Linked DNA regions of Pan troglodytes: region 2 is linked to region 1. A link is a contact called in public Hi-C data. All regions are on one chromosome and are shown on one strand. The core of a region is the stretch at or near the end of the contact, and the rest is flanking DNA. Distances in the headings are between cores, read along the strand shown.

Region 1 (2,956 bases), core at 131-2,630:
AGCGTGGGATTTCTAGCTACATCCTATTTTTGCTGTAAATGATACAGAGGAAAGGAATGGGCGGAAAAAAAAAACCCCAAAACTAACATGTTGAACCCCCAGAGAACATTCTTCCCCATTACTTGGTTTAACTGACAAACCCTAAGGAAAGAAAGCAAGCCATTTCTTCCTTCTCTCCCTCTGATGACTAGAAGTCACTTGGGACATGAGATTTCGACTGACTGTTAGCAATGAGGTCAGGGATGGGTAGCAATGACTCATAACCAGCCTCAGCCTAGTCAAGGGCCCCCCAATTGGCCCGGGAATCTGGGTCGTGGTCAAACAACTGGACAATCCCTGATTTCACGGCTTTCAGTAAGAACATCAGCTATTTAGAGGACTGCAATTCAGCAAAGATCCAAAAATATTCAGCATGCCAAGAGGGCCAGCAGGAGGTAGCTCAGGGTGCAATAATTCATCTTGGGAGCTCCTACCTCCTTTAATTATTTCCTAACAATCCTGTCAACTCAGAAGAAAAAAGCTAAAAGTGCTTTTCGAAACAGCACAAGAGTCAAAATAAAAACTAGTAATCAAAGAAATCACTACTCCTCTGAGCACAAACTAGCCCGTCCTCGCTTCAATCCTGCCCAACCCATGTGAAATCTGTGGCTGAGAGAACTGCGCGGCTGGTCACAGAAAGACTTACGTGATTCAAACTCCTTCACAGCTAACAATTTTTCCGAAGGTGTTCTCTCTGGGTGGATTTTCTAGCAATTGGGGAAGAAATCACACAGATACAGATTTTTTAACAACCAGTGTAATAAAGTGGCACTTTCACTTTTACATCAACATAAAGAAAAAGTAACAATTCTTAAGGAAGTAAATAAAACAAGCTACTCAAGGACTCCACCACTAGGGCTCTCCACCAGCCAAATCCAAAGACTCTTCTAAAGCGCTTTTTAAAATGTCTACCGTGTACCTAACACCCTGATAATACTATGCACACAGTAGGCTCAGAAATGCCTGTTACGGGAAAGAACAGGGCCGGAAAACAACTTTTTAGGGTCCTTACTTAAAAGGACTGGGTCTACAGACAAACCATCCTATTTATTATTTCTCCTTCTAAAAAGGAACAAAATCAAACCCCCCATCCATTTTACACTTTCTTTAAGCATAGGCTAAAATGATCTCAAATTCTGTGTTTCAAAAAGAACACTTTTGGTTGTATCTGTGAGCCCAGATTCACTTTAAACGCGTTGCTGGCTTTGTTCTAGACACCCCAAGAGGAGCTAACAATAGTAAACCCGCTAGGCTTTGAGAACATGAATAAACTTGGTGTTGACAAGAGTTCAAAGGCAGAGCTCAGGAGCTGGCCCAAGGCCGTGTCTTTGTAATCTGGCTATTCAATTTGGGGATACAGGTGGTCTAGCAGGGCACGCTCACCTCCCTAGTTAACATGTTAAGCCTCCCCTTGGTAGTTTGGTAGCCTGTCTCCCCTAATCCTTTGCAAGCTACTAGAATACAAATGGTCTGTTTTTTTAATCATCAAGTCCTATAGAGATGAAAAGATGGGCAGGTAACTTTCATTTAATACACTATTAGTAGTAGTAGTAATTATAATAAAACTTGAATGAAGCTTGTATAAACTCATCTTTGCATTCAGACTACCCTCCTGGTGCCGAAATATTTCAATAGTTCTTTTTTGGAGCAGAAATCTTCCATTCACGGGATGCATTTTTATAAGATTTATAAGTCATCTCGCTTGGGAAAGCTTTTCATTCAGGAAAGTCTACCAGCCTCTTCTGAATTCTTAACATATCACTATAAATATCATCAATAATTCAGGGGAACAAAATAATAAAACACCAGCTTGGCCACCCAATCCTCCCAAGATGTGCGGAGATCCCATCTGATGACTTACTGACTCTGATACCTCATACCCAGTCATCCTATTCCCTCTGACTCATTCAGCCCAAATACTCTGCATAAATTTAAAAATAACTGTTATTAAGGATCCGAAAGTTAACCTCCTGCAGGGGAACAATTCTGATGTTTTGGTCTCACTCTACAGGCAACCCATGAATGGCTTTTGTTACTCTCGGCTGGCGAGGTAGCATTTCAGCAAGCACCTGACCCAAGCTGAACATAGCTGAAGGATGACCTCAGAGTTTTGAAATGTTCTACTTCTGTTTACACAGCCCAGGATCCTAACTTGGTCTGGGGACAGATACATGCTAATCATTTCCATCACATTTGGCTTAGATTAAAAAATAGAAAAATTTTAAGGGTGGAGGAGGGCTGGTAGGTATACAGGAGAAGTGGATGAAATTTCAGTTTGTTTGTTTTTTTTTTTCATTTTTAGAGACAGAGTCTCATTTACTTTGTTGCTCAGGCTGGAGTATGGTGGCACAATCACAGCTCACTGCAGCCTTGAAGTTCCGGGTTCAAGTAATTCTCCTGCCTCAGCCTCCAGAATAGCTGGGACCACAGGTGTATACCACCACACCTGGGCAATTTTTTTAATTTTTAAAATTTATTATACAGAATGGGTCTCACTTTGTTGCCAAGGCTGGTCTCGAACTCCTGGATTCAAACAATCCTTCTGCCTTGGCCTCCCAAAGTGCTAAGATTACAGGTACGAGCCACTATGCCCAGCCAAAATTTCAGCTTTAAAAGATTTATAGTCCAGAGGCCCTGCCACCAACTTCTCTGACAGCACTGAGGAGCAAGACCTCCACAGCCTGGACATATGCCGTCTAAGCCCCACACTGCCTATTTCATTGGATCACAAGGACAAGTTCTATGGCATTTTCCTGTCCTCTTTTTAGTTTGGCCCTTCGAAGATTAGGTGTCTAATTATTATGCAATCAGCAAGAATGAACCAGACCAGGCGGAGAACAGTCAGTACGGTGGCTAAAGCAATTTCATCTTGGATGCTGATACACCATGTTGATTTCTGGTTAACTCCTGCTCTGGG
Region 2 (2,873 bases), core at 258-2,757, 330 kb after region 1:
AGTTCTGTTCTCTGTCTGCCTGGAGGGCTCTCAATTTCCCAAGAAGCTGGGAAGGGGCCAGAGACCTGGGAGTCTGTGGAAAGCTACTTACTCCTCCTTTACCATCCCCACCCTCCATCACTCCACCAACCTTCAGCTTCAGCAGGAGGAGTAACGGGCTGGCACACCAGAAGAATCAACAACTTGCTAAACTGGACTTTGGGTGATGTCTCCCCCCGCCCACTGCGTCCCCCTCCTGATCTGCTCAGGCAAGATAGCAGCTCTTCCCTCCCTCTTCCCGCCCTCCTCACTAGTCTTCCCAGTAACAATTACTCTCACCTCTCCTGTCCTCCCTCCCCAGTCCTCCTAACTGGGGCAAAACGGTAGGTACCACCCAGACGAGACCAGACCGAAGCTGCCCAACACCATAGTCTGCCAGCGATGGCTGGGAGATTCATCGCCTCCCATTTCTGCTGCCCAAGAACCCCCTACTCTTACCCGGACCGCGATCCTCCGGTCCTCCTCGTGCTGGTGTCCCAATCCCACCGCCACGCGACCCCCCGAGCCTCCCGGTGCCGCCTTACCCTACTCAACTTGACCCAGCCCTGGGTCCAGGAGCTCGGAAGAGGGGCGCCGCGCGCGTTTCCCGGGACCCATCACCGCACCCCTCCAAGCCGGATTTCCACAATTCGGCTTCGACAGCGTTTTGAGACGAAAGTAACAGAGCGCCCCCCCACCTCCCTCTCTCCTCCTCCCAGCTCCCGGTCCTCTGCTGGGGTTAAAAAAGGAGAAGTGAAAGGTATGCAAATGACAAGCAAATTGGAAGAGCCGGGAAGAAAGGCAGCTATAATAAACAAGACAAAGAGAAAGGACGAGGGGACCGGCCCCGGAGTTTTAGCCTGGGGAGATCGGAAGGATGGGGTTTGGCGGAAAGCGGGGATCTCCACGAACAAAAAAGCGACCCGGTCCCTCTCGCGGTCCTCTCTCCTGAGAAGAGAGAGCAGGAGAAAGAAGGAAAGGGAGCAAACGCCTCCTCACACCCCAGAAACAGTACACAAAAGGTGACAAGATCAGCGACAAGTCCAGCAACATCAGCCTCCCCCCCATCGCCACCGCCACCCCCAGCCACCAGCAGGAAAGAGAAAGAAATAAAAGCCAAGCGGATCACTTACTCTTAGGAACTGGGAGGAGCGGAGCGCTGAGTTCCACGGAGGCTCCCGCTTAGAAACTGTTTAGAGGCTATTTTATTATGATTCATTTAAATAACACCATTTTCTCCTGGGGGGAAAAATGTTTACACGGGTCTGAGTAATGGGAGGCTCTTTTCTTCCTTTCTCATTCAAGAACAAGCCAGTGCAAGTGATTCTGGAAAAGGGGAGGGACTCACGAGGGGAAGAAGAAGATACTTACGCGGTGCAGGGAGCAGTGGGACCGAGCCTCTCTCTCTCTCTCTCTCTCTCTCTCTCTCTCTTTTTTTTCCCCCCGGCAGAGAGAGGAAAACACGCGCGCGCACACACGGTGATATCTTGCGGGTGATGAATATGATAATTGGACAAGGGACGGTGAGTCTGTGCGACAGCGAGCGAGCGAGCGGGGCGAGTGGAAGAGGGAGAGGGGAGAGAGAGGCGGGAGGGGAGGGGAGACGAGAGAAGAGAAGCAGGGTAGAGGCGAGGAGAGGGAAGAAGAGGAGAAGAAAAGAAGAGGAGCTAAGGGCAGAGGAGAGAGCAGGAGAGGAGGAGAGAGAAGAGCGGAGGAGAGGAGAGAGCAGCAGAGGAGGAGAGAGGAGAAGGGTAAAGAAGAGAAGAGGAGCGAAGCGGAGAGGGAGCAGGCGGACCCGGCGAGAGCTCTTTTGCGCCGCTCTGCTTTCCCCGGCTGCAATGGTGTATTATTTCAGAGCGCTCCCTCAGCTGAGGGCTCCGCTCCACAACAAGATTTACTTTAAGACACAGCTGAAGGAAACAGGAAGACTGCACGTCACAGTCTATCTGACGTACCCGGCCCCAGCACCCAATCGCGAGGCGCCTTCGGATTCAAGGGGGGATAGCAAGGCAAGAGAACTTGGGAGGAAAAAAAAATATAAAAGGGGTGGGGGTGAGGGGCTGGGAAGAGAGGAGGGGAGAGGGGCCCTGCGCTCCCCCTCCCCGGCCTCCATCCCCGGCCCCCACCCCCACCCCCACCCTGCCACTGCTTCGGGACGACTGGATCGCCGCGCCTGGGCCGGAGCGAGCCATCTGCGGGCACTATGCAAAGCGGGAGACGGCGCGAGCGGCGCCCGGCTCACACTAGCTCTTCCAGGACGCAGGTCCTTTTTTTTTTTTTTCTTTTTCTTTTTTCATTTCCCAGATACAGCTGATCGAGTTCGCCGAGTGGCCGAGCGAGTGAGCGCTCCTCCGACTTGGGTGGAGGAAGGCACGGAAAAGTATACGGGAGAAAAAGTGGGGGTTTTAGGGGTGGGGGTGGCATAGGAGGACGGAGGGGGGGATCTGCAAATCATTCCACTTTTTAAACGATCATAGGTAGTGTCAAGGATACGTGTCACCCTTGGTTCCTTTTAAAGGGGAGGTGGACAATAAAATACAGGTAGGTTTGGTATTAAAATAATAGGTGCCAGAGGTTTCACATCGCGTCCGCTGCATCTGTTATTAGACGAAGATCAACATTGGCTGAGTCCCAGTTAATCTCCAGTCCAAATTTTTAGGAAGAGGAATATTTACCCTTGGTTACCTCTGACATTATTTGGATTGTAGGTAAAGCAGCCTTTAAAAATATATACGTTGCAAACATCTGGCGATTACCCTTCACTAATTCACTCGCCCCAGAAAGACCAAAGATAGCTGTTCAATACAGGATTTACACAGTTTTGACGCCTGGGCAACAAACTTTAAAGTTTATTA

Evidence for each region. A called contact is a pair of places that touch in the nucleus more often than the background predicts.
Region 2: a Hi-C map of induced pluripotent stem cells shows a contact between it and region 1, with 2.3 times the contacts expected there. The contact joins the promoter of PROX1 here to the enhancer-like site in region 1. A contact is called at or near these places in 2 of 7 Hi-C or Micro-C datasets (induced pluripotent stem cells and stem cell-derived neural progenitor cells) and 1 of 1 datasets of contacts at active chromatin or transcription factors (stem cell-derived excitatory neurons).

What each region holds. Positions count from the first base shown.
Region 1 is chr1:34,787,846-34,790,801 of NHGRI_mPanTro3-v2.0_pri, forward strand. SMYD2 (SET and MYND domain containing 2) reads right to left here. Exons shown (of 12, transcript XM_003308746.7): 4 at 686-746. Among named protein-coding and RNA genes, the nearest start is that of SMYD2, 36 kb to the right of the region's middle. Within about 2 kb of position 1,381, at least 1 of the 24 cell types and tissues checked has an H3K27ac peak or open chromatin away from gene starts, as enhancers often do. A contact at or near this core is called in induced pluripotent stem cells, where this site is marked.
Region 2 is chr1:35,116,605-35,119,477 of NHGRI_mPanTro3-v2.0_pri, forward strand. PROX1 (prospero homeobox 1) reads right to left here and starts at 1,508. Exons shown (of 4, transcript XM_063792136.1): 1 at 1,390-1,508.